3 separate regions of the Anas platyrhynchos genome follow, and regions 1 and 3 are each linked to region 2. A link is a contact called in public Hi-C data. All regions are on one chromosome and are shown on one strand. Each heading gives the region's core, a stretch centred on a gene start, on an enhancer-like site or on the middle of the called end of the contact. The rest is flanking DNA. Distances are from core to core; before and after follow the strand shown. Region 1 overlaps CDK6 (cyclin dependent kinase 6). Region 2 overlaps CDK6 (cyclin dependent kinase 6). Region 3 holds the start of CDK6 (cyclin dependent kinase 6).

The links. Hi-C and Micro-C count contacts between places; a contact is called where the count stands out from the background.
Region 1: a contact with region 2 is called in a Hi-C map of liver, with 2.6 times the contacts expected there. The contact joins two enhancer-like sites. A contact is called at or near these places in 3 of 8 Hi-C or Micro-C datasets (liver, skeletal muscle and subcutaneous adipose tissue).
Region 3: a contact with region 2 is called in a Hi-C map of skeletal muscle, with 2.3 times the contacts expected there. The contact joins the promoter of CDK6 here to the enhancer-like site in region 2. A contact is called at or near these places in 5 of 8 Hi-C or Micro-C datasets (F1 follicle, F5 follicle, skeletal muscle and 1 more).

Annotation. Positions count from the first base shown.
Region 1 is chr2:135,089,164-135,091,863 of IASCAAS_PekinDuck_T2T, forward strand. CDK6 (cyclin dependent kinase 6) reads left to right here. Exons shown (of 8, transcript XM_027450782.3): 3 at 684-819. Among named protein-coding and RNA genes, the nearest start is that of CDK6, 30 kb to the left of the region's middle. Within about 2 kb of position 1,403, at least 1 of the 8 cell types and tissues checked has an H3K27ac peak or open chromatin away from gene starts, as enhancers often do.
Region 2 is chr2:135,182,610-135,185,309 of IASCAAS_PekinDuck_T2T, forward strand. It overlaps CDK6 (cyclin dependent kinase 6), which reads left to right. Exons shown (of 8, transcript XM_027450782.3): 7 at 2,261-2,396. Among named protein-coding and RNA genes, the nearest start is that of FAM133B, 22 kb to the right of the region's middle. Within about 2 kb of position 1,297, at least 4 of the 8 cell types and tissues checked have an H3K27ac peak or open chromatin away from gene starts, as enhancers often do. A contact at or near this core is called in F1 follicle, where this site is marked.
Region 3 is chr2:135,059,086-135,061,785 of IASCAAS_PekinDuck_T2T, forward strand. CDK6 (cyclin dependent kinase 6) reads left to right here and starts at 1,256. Exons shown (of 8, transcript XM_027450782.3): 1 at 1,256-1,580.

The DNA.
Region 1 (2,700 bases), core at 153-2,652, 93 kb before region 2:
AATGAGCTTGAATTTGATGTTGTGCAACAAGTTAAAATGATAAAGAAATTCCAGTAAAAGGATGATGGAAAGTGATGAAGGATTTCTTAGCTGTGGCATTTTGTAGATAAAGCTTTTTTTCCAAACTGTATCCTGACTCTGAAGGTATTCCTTGCTTCTGAAAACTTACAGTAGTCAACACAAAAATTCTGTTTCCACCAAAGAAGATTTACTTCTGAACAGAGGTAAAGGTGAACATGATAGTGATGTGGAAAGAAAATCAAGGTGCATGTAAGCACCCTGTATCTTTTTTTCTTCTCCTCAGAAATGTTACTCATACTGGTTTTTGAAAAGCCATGTGGTTGATGCAGGATAGACTGTGGATAAATATCAAGTCATTTTCTGTGTTAACTTCAGTTGCTCTGTCAACAAAATATTTTCTTTTCATGTAATTATTTTACTTTGATGAACTGATGATTCTTACTACTTAATCCTATTTTAGAATACACACATGAAAGAGAGAGATGATATTATCAATGTATCAATAGTTATCTGATGAATCAAGAGCTCTTTGCTCTACCTTTGGAAAGTATTTTTTTTTCATTCTCTATGCTATAAGAAATTTAAATAGACCTTTGTGACCTGCAAGGTATGTCTATACTGGTTCCTTATACTTACCTCCTCTTTTCTTTGTCTTCTCTCAGGTTGTTTGATGTGTGCACCGTGTCACGAACAGACAGAGAGACCAAGTTAACATTGGTGTTTGAACATGTGGACCAAGACTTGACTACTTACTTGGATAAAGTTCCAGAGCCTGGAGTGCCTACTGAAACTATAAAGGTATTTCAGAAGAAAGATGCTGGATACTCTTTCAGAAAATATAAGATAGGAAGGACACAGAAATAAATCATAAAGACCTTACTCAGGCAAACTGCATTTTAGTGGTGTAGGATTTTATCATACCAAAAGTGAGTAAAACCCAGCCTGGGACATGAGTTGCAATGCAGCAATCTGTATTCACTAACTGAAGTATTCTCTTTGTAGTAATGTTGTACTTGTTTTTTTCTCTTTTAGATTTTTAAATCCCCTGACTCTCTCCCATTTTACTGCAGTCCTACCAAATGTAGCATCTCAAATCATTAAGAATGATCTTTGCTCACAGCTATGGGCAGATCATTGCATTACTGTTTAGTCCAATACTGCTTTAACTTTCCCTAGAAGGTGGCTGATAGAGTGCTGGATATTGCTAGAATTAATAAGATAAATTCTGTGCTCCTACTCCATTCTCTTTGCTTTCTGTTTCCCCAAGACAGTCCTTCCCTTGCATGTCCCTCTGACTAGAAAGGTATCTATACATCTAAGAGCAGGAGATGTTCACCATCGACTTGCTGGGAGGGTGCTTGAGCTCATTCTCTGCAGAGGACAGAGGAAGTGCTCAAGGAAGGGGGTAGCATGACCAGTTGTAGAAAACAGAAAGTCTCTCAGGAACTGGAAACATGGTCACAAAGTTTTCCATCATGTCATCTCATACTCTGCATCTGTAAGGGAGAACCTCTTCCCAAGATAGGAAGTGCTTGTATTACTGGTACTAACGCATGTATTCCAGCTCCTCTCCTGGGAATTTCACAGTGAAGTGCTACACCAAGGATCATAGCTTGAAATGTTTGACAAAATGTTTAGGCCTGGAAAAAGAAGCAGAGGGATTGACGTTCCTACATTTTGATTACCTACCTAACAATTCTTTTGATTTTTCTTTTTCATGATGAGAGCTAATTTATGCTTTCAGAGAAGGATTGCCTTGCATTTGTATAAGTACTTTCTGGAGGTATGTTGTGTCTTCTTAGTCTGGCAAAAGTCCTGGGGGAGGAAAAGACAAGAAAAGAAAACATAAAAACCTATCTGAAATTTAGTTGTTTTAATATTTTTTGTTAACAGCTTCAAACTTAGGAGTTGTTTGATCTTTCTGTAAAAAATGAGACATAACACTGATAAAGATCTTTTAACTTGTATCAAAGTCACAAATGTATAACATCAGCCAGTTCCAGCAACTTTATTTTTTAAGCCACCCTGAGTGGATACAAAAAAAAATTTTTTTTGAAAAAATGGATACAACCTATATTCAGTCCTAGCAGAAGACTGGAATGTACCTCTTGCATTTGAAGGGCTCTTTTATGTTAACACTTCTAGGGTTCTACAGCCTCCTAGGGCTTTGATGGAAGGAATCTGTATATCAAAGTACCTAACATGGTAACAATAACATAAAAGGTAACTGACATCCTGTCTTACTAAATATATTAAAATAGATGGGAAATAAATGACCAAGCCTCTGAAATTTCTTTGAAATATCTTCCAAGCTATGTTTCACGTGAAGCGATCAGAAGAGGTGAGCACTGGATTGAAATGCTTCCAATTTTCTAAAATCCCATTTTAAATTCACACTAGTAGATTGTAATATGTATGCACAAATGTGCATTTCATGGCAGTTCTATGCTTGTGAAGGAAAGTGTTGGTTTTACTTTGGAAAATCAAATGTTATTCTGTTGTTGTGTCATTTCTTGAATTATGTTTAGGACAGGAATTTAAAAAGAGATCCAGTTGAATTAAATTGGACCTTGTTACTTTACTATTTATGTACCTTATCCTGAAAACACACAGTTTATGGAGGTACTTTTGCTGATAGTCTCTGAGGATTGATGACATGAGGGAAGTTCTCAGGACTTA
Region 2 (2,700 bases), core at 47-2,546:
AATTCCTTATTACACGTTTATTTAAAGAGAAAGTTTGCTTTTGTTTCTTTTTGTGCAGTTCTCCTTAAATAGTTCAAAAGTCTCTTGCTTGGGTTTGGGGGTGAGGGGGGGGTATGCTAAATAGTGTTTATTTTGTGTTTTCACAGCTGGAGAACCCCCTACAGTTAGGCATAGTTCTTCTTGTAGGAGGATTGTTTCTTTCTACAGTAGTGAGTCATTCTCCAGACTAATTTGGACAGAAAGTAGTTTCAGGATTTTCATGCATGCTGGACTGATGTATTCTTTCAGATAATCGGGCTGTGGTCTACCTTTGTTTTACATGTGCGTTCTGATCTGCGTCAGGTAAAATTCCACTGCGTTTGAGGGTAAATCCCTAGGAGGTGGCCCAAAACAATTTCCTGCTTTTCCAGGACACCGTCAGCGTGTGGGATGTCCTCACAGATTTCAGGGTAAATGCCGCAATGGTGTGAGCAGACTTGTCTCTCATTGTGATCAATGGGAGTGGAAAGTACTCAGCATTTCTCAAGACCAGGCCTGAACCTTTGGCAGGAGGTGAAACTCATCCAAGATACTCCCAAACTTAGTCACTGAAATGGTAGTGCTACCAGACCAGAGTGAGGGCATCTACTCAGACATTCATTATTAAGAGTTTTGAATACTACGTGAGTGTGTAACTAAAAATATCTTTCCTTTCCACTCTTGGTCTTCTCCACCCTACCTGCCTGACAGGCTGCCTCCTCATTTCTTTTTGTTAGTTTTGCCTGTGCTTATTCTGCCCTCTTCACGCTCTCTCATGCAAACATTAAAAAAATGGGACTAACCAAACACTTTTGAATGGCAGGCTAAATGTCACGGTTATTTAAAATATTTAACTCCCCCATCCTCTTATGGTGCTATTTGTGTTACATTTAATACAGGTTCAGATCCTTGAACAGCTAATCACATAGCTTTAACCACTGTGGCAAAGAGCATTGCCCCATACTCCTGACATACCTGTGGTTATAAAAAATAATAATAATTTAATTTTTCGTACAGTTTTAACTCATCTTTTCCCAAGAGTTGTGGTGTTTTCTGATGTACTAAAGTGAAATTGTCCTGAGATTTTAATTGCTTTGCCCTTCTAGTCATGCAGTGTTGTTTGTTTTTGTTTTTTTTTAGCTGAGCCAAATTACAATCTAAAACCTATGTAGACAGAGGTGTAATTCTACCAAATTCAGTGAGGTAACATACGACTTACATCAAAGTTTTTGACCCTAGGCTTCACCCAGTCTTACCAGCCTCAGTAAGAAGAAAGGTCAATGCTGCTCCCTAGTGGCATTGGGCTTAGTGCAGACCCAAGTATTTATGGTTCCTTCTCCTCTTACCCTGTCAGCATTTCAACTAAAAATCTCAACTTTACAGGCTGTAAAGATTGATTTTCCATAAAATCTGACAAGTACTGTGTGGTCTTTTCTATAATTTCCATCAGAAATTGGCATTTCACCACTACAAACATTAAAATCAAACTAAAACATGAAATGTATGTGACATGATCCAACATTAGAGGTTTACCTACTATTTCATTTATTTGGGTTTTGCAATCTTAGCATACTTATTTAATGAGTTTAAATACCTTCTATAGTTTAAAGTAATAAAGACAGAAATTATAAAAATAAATTCAAATATTTTATTAAAGGGTAAAAAACAACTAAAATACAATGGAAAGTAAAGATATAAAGAACTAGAGTCCTGTGCCACTTCTGAACTGAGACTTTGAAACCTGTATTGTGAAGCAAATAAATTGTTTAACTTTAGGCAACAATTCCTGCACATAGCTTTGAAGCATTATGAAACATCCCTTTTATTGCCTTACCCTCATCTTGACCCATACTCTTCTCTCAATCCCTATTCTTGTGAATAAAGGTCCTTGCATGCAATTCCCCTTTGAAACTTACTGCTTTTAATCATCCTGGAGTGACATATGTTGCACCATCCAGTCAAGAGCTGAGCAAATTTCTTCCAAAGCACTCAGTCTTTTTTCAACAAAAAGACTCATAAAATTGAGACCTAGGCCAGAAAACTGTGCTGGCCACAGAATGATTTCTACATTGAAGGCCTACACTCATCACCCTCTATTCACAGTGATCAGTGCCTTACTGTACAACTAATCTCATTTAAACCAAAAGACTTACTCATAAAGTAAACTGCTACTCAGTATATTCAATACAAAGGGAAGACTGTGTAAATGTCCAGAGCTGACATTATGTTTTGCCTTTCACAGTGTAATTGGACTCCCAGAAGAAGAGGACTGGCCTAATGATGTTGCCCTTCCAAGAAATGCTTTCGCTTCCAGACCTGCACAACCTATTGAAAAATTTGTACCAGATATTGATGAACTGGGCAAAGACTTGCTTCTCGTGAGTTTCCGTTTGTTGTTCTCCAAACCACATGATTGATAGCCACATGCCAAGAAACATTTATATTTCCATTTAATGAGCTTATTAAAGAAAAACTCAAAAGCAGGTAGGCAAATTCATGTAAATCTATGAAACATCAGTACAAAGACACCACCTTTGACTCATGAGGTGTCAAAAGTAGGAATAGTTGGAGGCTAGGAAACTGTCAGGCATGTACATGTTCTGCATGTCTTTATACCATATGCTTTGATCCTCCTTGCTGACTGCTCTTGTGTCACTGATTCAGCCACTCTTGTGGTATAAG
Region 3 (2,700 bases), core at 6-2,505, 120 kb before region 2:
ATATACTTTTGAGTTACAAACCCACTTAGTGAAATTACGTTTCCCACTGCAAGAGGCGATGTGGCTCGCTCTCTCCCAGTTAAACCCCCATAAGGGCTGGCTCCGCAGCTGGGGGACGGCCACCCCTGAGGTCCCGAGAAGGATGTGCAGGGAGGTACCAGCCGGGAATTAGGCTCCCCACATGTGCTTTCAGCCCGAGACCCCCCCATGCAGACGGAGTAGACTGGCATCTGTTTTGTGATTTGATTTTTTTTTTTTTATTTCCTGCGGTGAATTGCACTATTTGTAGGAAGCAGCTCCGCACAAAGCTCCCCGCAGCAGAGCCGGCGGCGTGCTCGGGGCCCCCCCGCCGCCCCCTGCCCCGGCGTCTCCGGGGCCAAGGACCTCGCCTCGGCGGGCGGCGAGGGCGGGGGGGAACTTGTCGTGGTGCTTCCCGAAAGCATTCGTGGCTGCTGCTTTCCTTTCCTAGCCCCGTGAATAAAATAAAAACATAAATATATATATATATATATATATATATATATAAAATCGGGTTTTTCCCCGGGAAAAAAAAAATAAAAAGGTTATTCTCGGGAAGGAGTGGGAGGCACACAAAAAAAAAAAAAAAAAGCCACCGGGAAGGGTGGCTTTCCCAGCGCCTCGGAGACCGAGGAGCGAGAGGGAGGCACCGAGCGGTGCCGCGCAGCGCCGAGCACGGCGGGGCCGGGCCGGGACCCCCCGGGGCGCCTCGCTCGGGGCCGGGCCCGGCCGCGGCGCTCGCGGCGACCCTTGCGGTATGCGGCCGCCTTTGGCAGAGGCACATGAAGGATTTCATTGAGTGTGAAGACAGAGAGCAGAGACAGAAAGCAGAAGGAGGCGGCTGCAGCCTTTGTAGTCGGGGAGGAATGCGGAAATGTTGAAGCACTATGTCAAACTTTTTTTGAAACGGGGTCAAGTCACATTCAGCCAGCGTGGGAAAGCAAGGGAAAAAAAAAAAAAAAAAAAAAAAAAAAAAAGTTGAGGAGAGGGGAAAGAAAAAAAAAAAAAAAAAAAAAAAAAGCAAGCTGCCGCTATGCTCGCAGGCTGAGCAGAGGCCGGCAGAGCGAGCGGGGCGAGCAGCGCAGCCGGGGCACGGCAGCCCGAGGCCGGTGCCCGAGCCCCGCGGCGGGGCGGCTGCGGGCGCGTCGCAGCAGCGGCGGCGGCTCCCCGGGGGCCGCCGGCCGCGTTTATTTTTTTAATTTTTTTTTCTTCCTTTTTTTTTTTTTTTTTTTTTTTTTTTTTTTTTTTTTTCTTTTCGTCGGCGTTTTCGTTTTCCCCGGGCAGCGTGGGGGCGGGAGGAGAGGGCTGGGGGACGAGTGGGAGCTGCCTTCTGCGCCAAGGTGCAGCCCGGCGGCGGCGGGAGGATGCGAGCCGAGGGCGGCCGGGCGGCGGAGCAGCAGCAGCAGCAGCAGCAACACCAGCAGCAGCAGCAGCAGGAGCAGCAGCAGCAGCAGCAGCTACCTGTGTGGCCCGGGCGGCCGCTGCCGGGACCTGCCGGAGACATCGCCATGTGAAGGGGCAGACCCCGGGCCGGCTCTCCACCCCGCCTCGCTCAATGGGAGGTTTGTTTTAGGGAGGACTCACCCCCTCCCTCCCCAGCCCCCCCTCCTCCAACCCCCCCCCAACAAGGGCTGAGGATTATTTGGGGAGCTGGTGGCGGTGGAGGCGGCCGTAGCGCACAGCAGGTAACGCGGGGCGCCCATGTGCTCCGCACAGCCGGCCCGGCGCCCCGGCCCCCACGCCGCGCCCCCCCTCGCCCCCCCACGGACGCCTCCTTTCGGGGGCCGGGGGTCGCCAAACCCCCTCTGTCCCCCCCCAGGGGGCCGGTGTGGGGGGCCGGCGGGGACGGGGGGCTGCCCACCCGGGGAGCCGGGGTTGGGGGGGGTCCCCTTGTCGCCCCCCCGAGAAGCGCAGAGCTATGCCCTGGGGGGGGGAGAAGCGTGGGGACGCGGCTCCCCCGCGTGTCCCCGCCGCGTGTGGGGGGCGGCCGCGGAGGGCGAGCTGCGTGTCGCGGCCGGGGGGTGCGGAGCAGGGGAAGGGGCTGAGGCGGGGGGCGCCCCCCGTGGTGCCCGGGGTGGTGGTGGGGACACACGAGCGGTAATTTTGCAGCGGGCTCCGTGGCCGCCCGGAGCCAGGCCCGCCGCCCCCGCGGCCACGCACACGCGCGACGCGGTGCCCGCCGCCGGGGGGCGCCTCGTGGCGGCGGCGGGGCGAGGCTGGGCCGGGGCCGGGGGCCGGGGGTCGCGGGCAGGTGTCCCCCCGCCGGGGGGCAGCGCCCGGGGAGCGGGGGTGCTGCGGAGGCTGCGGGGCAGGGCACGCCGCAGGGTGCAGTGGAGGGCACGGGGGGGGGGGGGGGGGGGGGCTGTCCTGGGTTAGTGCTCGGTGGCTTCTGAAAGGTGGGAGATGAGCGTGAAGGTGAAAAAAGTGGTGAAAATAGCTGTAGGTTCAAGGTAGGGGATGCCCGGCTGAGGTGTCTGGGGGGCTTTGAGCCTAGCACGGTACAATACGGTGTAGGGGAGGGTTACAGCCCCAAAAGTCCCAATATCAATATATTAAAAAGAGGCAAGGAGTAAAGGAGAGCGCTGACAGGGAGCTGCTGTGAGGGGAGAGGATTTGCCCCTAGTCATGGTGTAGCTGCGTGGATGAAACTGGATGCAGAGGGAGGCAGTTCTGCTGTCCCGT